Regions from separate parts of the Mus musculus genome. Here region 2 is linked to region 1. A link is a contact called in public promoter capture Hi-C data. All regions are on one chromosome and are shown on one strand. The core of a region is the stretch at or near the end of the contact, and the rest is flanking DNA. Distances in the headings are between cores, read along the strand shown. Region 1 holds the start of 9930021J03Rik (RIKEN cDNA 9930021J03 gene). Region 2 overlaps Gldc (glycine decarboxylase).

What was found. Promoter capture Hi-C pulls out the DNA fragments that hold promoters and counts their contacts.
Region 2: a promoter capture Hi-C map of neural stem cells shows a contact between it and region 1. A contact is called at or near these places in 6 of 39 promoter capture datasets (cranial neural crest, embryonic stem cells, frontonasal cranial neural crest and 3 more), 8 of 130 datasets of targeted methods (astrocytes, bone marrow-derived macrophages, craniofacial prominence and 5 more) and 1 of 9 other capture datasets (liver).

The regions. Positions count from the first base shown.
Region 1 is chr19:29,804,569-29,807,268 of GRCm38.p6, forward strand. 9930021J03Rik (RIKEN cDNA 9930021J03 gene) reads right to left here and starts at 1,441. Exons shown (of 8, transcript NM_172836.3): 1 at 714-1,441. The coding sequence starts at 1,306.
Region 2 is chr19:30,156,001-30,158,764 of GRCm38.p6, forward strand. It overlaps Gldc (glycine decarboxylase), which reads right to left. Exons shown (of 25, transcript NM_138595.2): 3 at 2,514-2,649. Among named protein-coding and RNA genes, the nearest start is that of Gldc, 18 kb to the right of the region's middle.

The DNA of each region.
Region 1 (2,700 bases), core at 191-2,690:
TCATTTAGTAATAAAAGGGGGGGAATCATATAGATGGTGTATACCGAAAGCCCTGTACAATTTGAATTATTTATAATTTCTAGTAGAATAAAAAATGTTTGAGGCTGGGTTCAAGAGTGCTTGTCTGGCATGCTTGAAACCCTCTGTTCTATCTAGCACTGGAAAAAGTCTCCGACAGGCCCACACCATGCAAGTCTAAACTTATGAAAGACGTTGTGTTGGTGCATTCATTTCTTGTCACTGAAAAAAAATTCAATTTCCTCATGAAACGGAAACATTTAATCACACTTAAATTCCAAATGGTTGAAACAGACAGTATGCTCGACTATCATTCCCTACGAGCAACATTATTTTTCTAAAGGTATCTCGCCCCACGTGCCGTTGTAAACTGTCTATAAGTGGCGGGTTCAACTTCCATCCTACAAAAAGGCTTTCGCCTTCTCCGGTAGGTCTTACGTCTTGAACCTTATCTACCTGTTATATCCGAGTTTGGGGTTCTTAGGACAGGGCTACCTTCTCGGCTTTGGCGTGGGTGCCCACCACACCCCTCCGGTCCCGCGCCCAGCGCGGCCGCTCCTCCTCCCGCGGTTCTAGCACCAACTCAGCACCTATCAGCGCCGCCCCCCAGGCCCTGGCCCAGCCCCTTCTCGGACACGTGTGTGGGTGTGTTTGTGTCGGTTTGTCAGTCCCACCGGGGACCCGAGCTCACTTACCGAGAGAGAAGCGCCAACTTCTGCTCCAGCAACATCTCCAGCTTCTGGCCCTGTTTGGAGATCCAGTGGTCGACACCGTGCAAGCGGTAGCAGGTCTCCAGCATCAACCTGAAGTCCGCCACAAACTCCGTGATGCCCCTGTACTGGCCGCTGGAGAACTTCTCCTCCATCTTCAACAGACACATGCCCTGGCTGGGCTGCTGCGGGGGGACGCGACTGCCCCGGCCCCCGCTGCGCCGCCCTTCGGCCACCTCTTCTTCCCCGGCGGCAACGCCCCCCAAGGGCTGCAGGAAAGGGGCGGTGAGGCCGCGGTGCTTCTCCTGCAGGAACTCGCCCAGGATGCGGTAGCCCTGCTGCAGCTCGTAGGTCAGCTCCTGCTCCTTGCAGCCACCGCCTGCGACCACCGTCGTCTCCGACGCCGCCGCTTCCTCCTCCTCGTCCACCGAGGAGGCACTCCTCCGGCGGACCAGCCCCGAGGCCCGGGCCGCCGCTGCCACCACCACCTCTTCCTCGTTCCCTTCTCCGGTCGGCGGTGGCGGCCGCTCCTCCTCCGCGGCCCGCTCCATCTCCCCCGGTGGCTCCGGCACGCTCATGCCCCCGGCAGGCCCAGGCTGGGTCGAGAGGAGCGGCCGCTCCGGGCACCGGGGGACGCGGGAGCGCGGGCCGCTTCCTCAGAGATCCGCGGCGCCGCGCAGCCCCTGCCGCATCGGGCCTTGCTCTCCTCCGTCGCCGGCCGGCCGGGGACCCGCGCGCGCGGGGGTCTCAGGCTCGCGCCCGAGGGGCGGGGTTACATGGCGCGCGGGGGAGGGGGGAGAGGAGAGCTAGGTGCCCTCCTCTCCCCTCCCCCCGGCGGCGCGCGGCCCGCGCCGGCTGCACGCTCCACACCCGGCCCGGCCCGCGGGGCCTCGGCGCCCCACCCCCTCCCGGGCCGACGGGGCGCTGGGAGGGGGCGAGGACTAAGAGGGCTCGGCTCCTTCCCGAGTGGGCCGCAGCCCCGGGCCGCCGCGGCTCCGGCTCCTCCTCTCCCTCACACCCCCTCCCGCCCCTGTCTACCTGCGGGGGGACCCGGGCAGGAGGAGGCGGCGCACGGACCGGGCCGGGCGACGACTGTCAGTTAGAAGCCCCGCTGGGCGGGAGGGGGCGAGGGGAGGGGAGGGGCGGGGAGGAAAGGGGGAGGGCACTCAGCCCCCCCGGCCGGGGAGAGCCGGGGAGAGAGGCGAAGAAAGAGCTGCCTCCGCCATGCCCGGCGCGCATGCGTAGTAGCACGGGATGGCCCCGCCCCGCTACGCGAAAGCCCTGGACTTGGCTCTCCCACAGGCTCGGAGGCCCAGGGTGTGGCGCGGACTAATGATGTCATCAATATGCGGACGTCTGTAAGGGGTGGGGTGGAGGGAGAAACAGAGCGCCTGCGCTGGCGCAGTCTGGAAGGTGAACCATAGACTGAAAGTTTCCTTTTGGTGAGACCCTTACTAGTTCTAAAAATTTTACTGTTAGTTTTCTCAAGGCAGTTACTAGATAACCTTTGTTAACACAAGTGAATAACGAGAGTGAACAAGATTCAATCCTCTCCGTTGTAAAATATTCTTTGTACCTCTCCTTCCTTGTGACTGGGTTTTGTTTTTTACAAAAAAAACAAAAAAAACCCCAGCGTTTAGAAAAGTTTAGAAAGAAAAATTAAGAGCTCCTCAAAAGAAGAGTGGTGGCCTGTAGAACTCTAGTTCTCGAAAGCGAGTCCTGTTTTCTATTGACTTTTAAAAACCGAAAAACACACGAGATCTTAAGTTCGGCTAAGAATTTAAGAGAATGCAATCTCACTAAAAAGTCTCCATATGTCTATTCTAAGCTGTACAGCTTGTCACTGGTGTGGCTTTAAAATCTCGCTACATATTTTTAAATGACTAAAATATGGACTCACTACATTAGTTTACTTGTTGCTTAAAATGACGGGGAAATTAATGAACCCCAAATAGATGTCACAGCTTTCTAA
Region 2 (2,764 bases), core at 256-2,755, 350 kb after region 1:
TCTTTTAAACACTGGAGAAATATAACATGCCCAAATGCCCTTCTTAGCAATGGCCTGTGAAAGGAAGTAAAGAACAACCCTATTTCATGGTTAAAAACTGCTACCATGTCAGGCATGGTGGCGTTCATATAATCCCAACACTCGGGAGACAGGGGTAGATGGATCTCTGAGAGGTCCAAGCCAGCTTGGTCTACAAAGCAATTCCAGGACAGCCAGGGAAATTATAGTGAAAGCCTATCTCCAAAGAAGAGTAAGGAAAAAAAAAGCTATCAAAGAGTGGCTGGAGAGGCTGTTCAGCAGTTGAGAGCACTGCTGCTTTTCCAGAGGACCAGGTTTCAATTTCCCACATCCATCTGGTGGTCACAACCATCTGTAACTCCAGTTCCAGGGAGACTTTAAGTCCTTTTCTGGCTTCTCTGGGCACCAGACATGTATGTGGAGCAGAGAGGTACATACGGGCAGGCAAAAGACCCATACACATACAATTAAAACATTTTTTTTAAAAACTATTTTTTAAAAGGTTTTCAAAGTTGCCATGAAAGGGCTGCTGTCATACATACAGAAGTTTGCCTCAGTCAGGGAGGAAAAGTGTTTAAAACCATTTGTCCAAGACACTGCAGATGTTCCTCAGTGGTGTGAACACATGAGCTCAATATCAGGTACCAAGAGGAATAAAAAGAGGGAAAGAGGTGTGATCCATGGGTGTGTCTTAATTGACATTAATTCAAATGCATTCTTTTTCTAGATATACTGTAACGTGTATTTTAAAAGTATCTACATATCTAAAAAGGCTTATAGTTCTGAAGTAGGTTACTTGGAAATATATTCAACACGACATTGGCGTTTATTCTTAAATAACTAGTTTTCTCTATTATTTGAGTTATGATTTTGTTTTAGAATCAGAGAAAAAGTAGGGGGCTTTCAGAAGGGATCATAAAACTTATAAAAAGCTCATTTTAATCTTACTGCCAAGATTACAAACACCAGGAAGCCACAAGGCAAATGCCAGTGTTGACATTAGCTACTGACGTTCTCAGCAATGGATGTTTTGGGACAGTGGACCCCATGAGACAAGTTCTTGATCCAGTGCAGTTTCTTTTAGAAGCCCAAATGTTTGTATTCTTTCGAGTCTATGTGACCCATTTATTTTCACCTCACGTCACCGGAATTTGTTGGCTCCATCGCTATGGAAACCATTCAGAAGTATAATGTGGAGTGTACCACCCACGTGTTCACAGCCCTCCCTATCAGCATGAGCTGGGTGCGGCATCAGACTTCAGCTTCTGGATAATAACGCAAAGCAACAAAATTTAAAATGCACCCAAAGCCCGAGGCTGAAAAACAAGAGTATTGTCTCCCTCTCAAAACACTGGCTGCCCCCAAATTAATTAGCATACTCGCTCACAGCCAGAGAGAAATATGGCAGACATCCTGTATGGTCACTAAGAGCAAAGGCCAGAGGCCAGAGCCCAGGCAGAGAAAGCTGTAGCCCATTCATGGCCAAACAGGCTCTTTAAAAAAAAAAAAAAAGGTGGTGTAGGGAGAAAGGCTATTTGCTTTCGAAATCAACCAAGAGTTTACCATGCAAACTTTTACCAGAGCCACAGTGGAAAGAAAACAAGCCCTCAACTAATCAAACACATTGGCGAGCACATTCATCCACTGAAGAACTGAAACACTCTCCGTTTTTGATGGGCCTGCTTTCCTGTTCTCTTATTAAAAAGGAGCTAAAGTATAGAGCTGTGAGAATCTCCACACGGGTAGAGAGCAGACATGGATGTGTCCACAGATCTGGCTCCTGTCAAGACCAGCAGGATGATCCTGCAGGGGGAAAATGGCTTTCAAGACAACCTGACAACCTGAATTCCCCAGACCCCATGGCAGAAGAGAGCTGACTCCTGAAAGTTGTCCTCTAACACATATTAACCCCGCCCCTGCCCCCGCCTCCAGGAGCAGGAAAGAATTGTCTGACTAACAAGGGGTGATGGGAACAAGAAGCTGGCCATGCAAAGCACAGGCCTGTCCACAACACACATGTTCCCATTCTCGGTAAAATGGCAGCAATAAAGCTGATGTTACAGTCGTCACTCTTCTGACACCATGACTTCACTTCCATCAGCTTTGGACCAAGAAATGTGGGGCTAAGTGAGACATGAATACTGACACTTGTAAAACCCTGGCAACAGAATAAAGTCTGAGATGCAATATCGACTAAGTTCAGCCTAAAATGCCCCAGGGTCTCACCAAAGAGGAGTGAAGCCTTGTCCAAAAACAGCATAGAGATTCAGGTTGATTCAGGAAGAGATGACCAGATCTGGACTTTATGCAAATGGAAGGGGAAAAAAATCTATTTCAACACCCTGGAAGAAATTTCCCAATCAGAAGCCAGATGGATGGATTCCTGAACTGAAGTTTCGAGGGCAGCAGGGGGCAGGTGTCAGTGTGTGAGCCATGGGATACAGAGACCACAGATCTAGTATCCCTGTTCTCTAGCAAGGAGATAGACACATTACCATCCAGAATTCTCCAGTAAGTTCCGCAAAATGGTCTGGGGCACCGAGCAGTTGTAATAGCCCATGCCAATATACGACCTCCAGATCTGGTTCTTGCTTGCAATGGCATGCAGAGTCTCGAGGATTTCATTCTCACCTGATTGTGGGGGGAAAGGAAACAGGTTACCAGAGAAAATGCCCCAGCAGGAAGCCCCGCTTACAGTCTAAGAGTGTTTGTATCCGAACAGATATATGGAAAAATACCATCATCC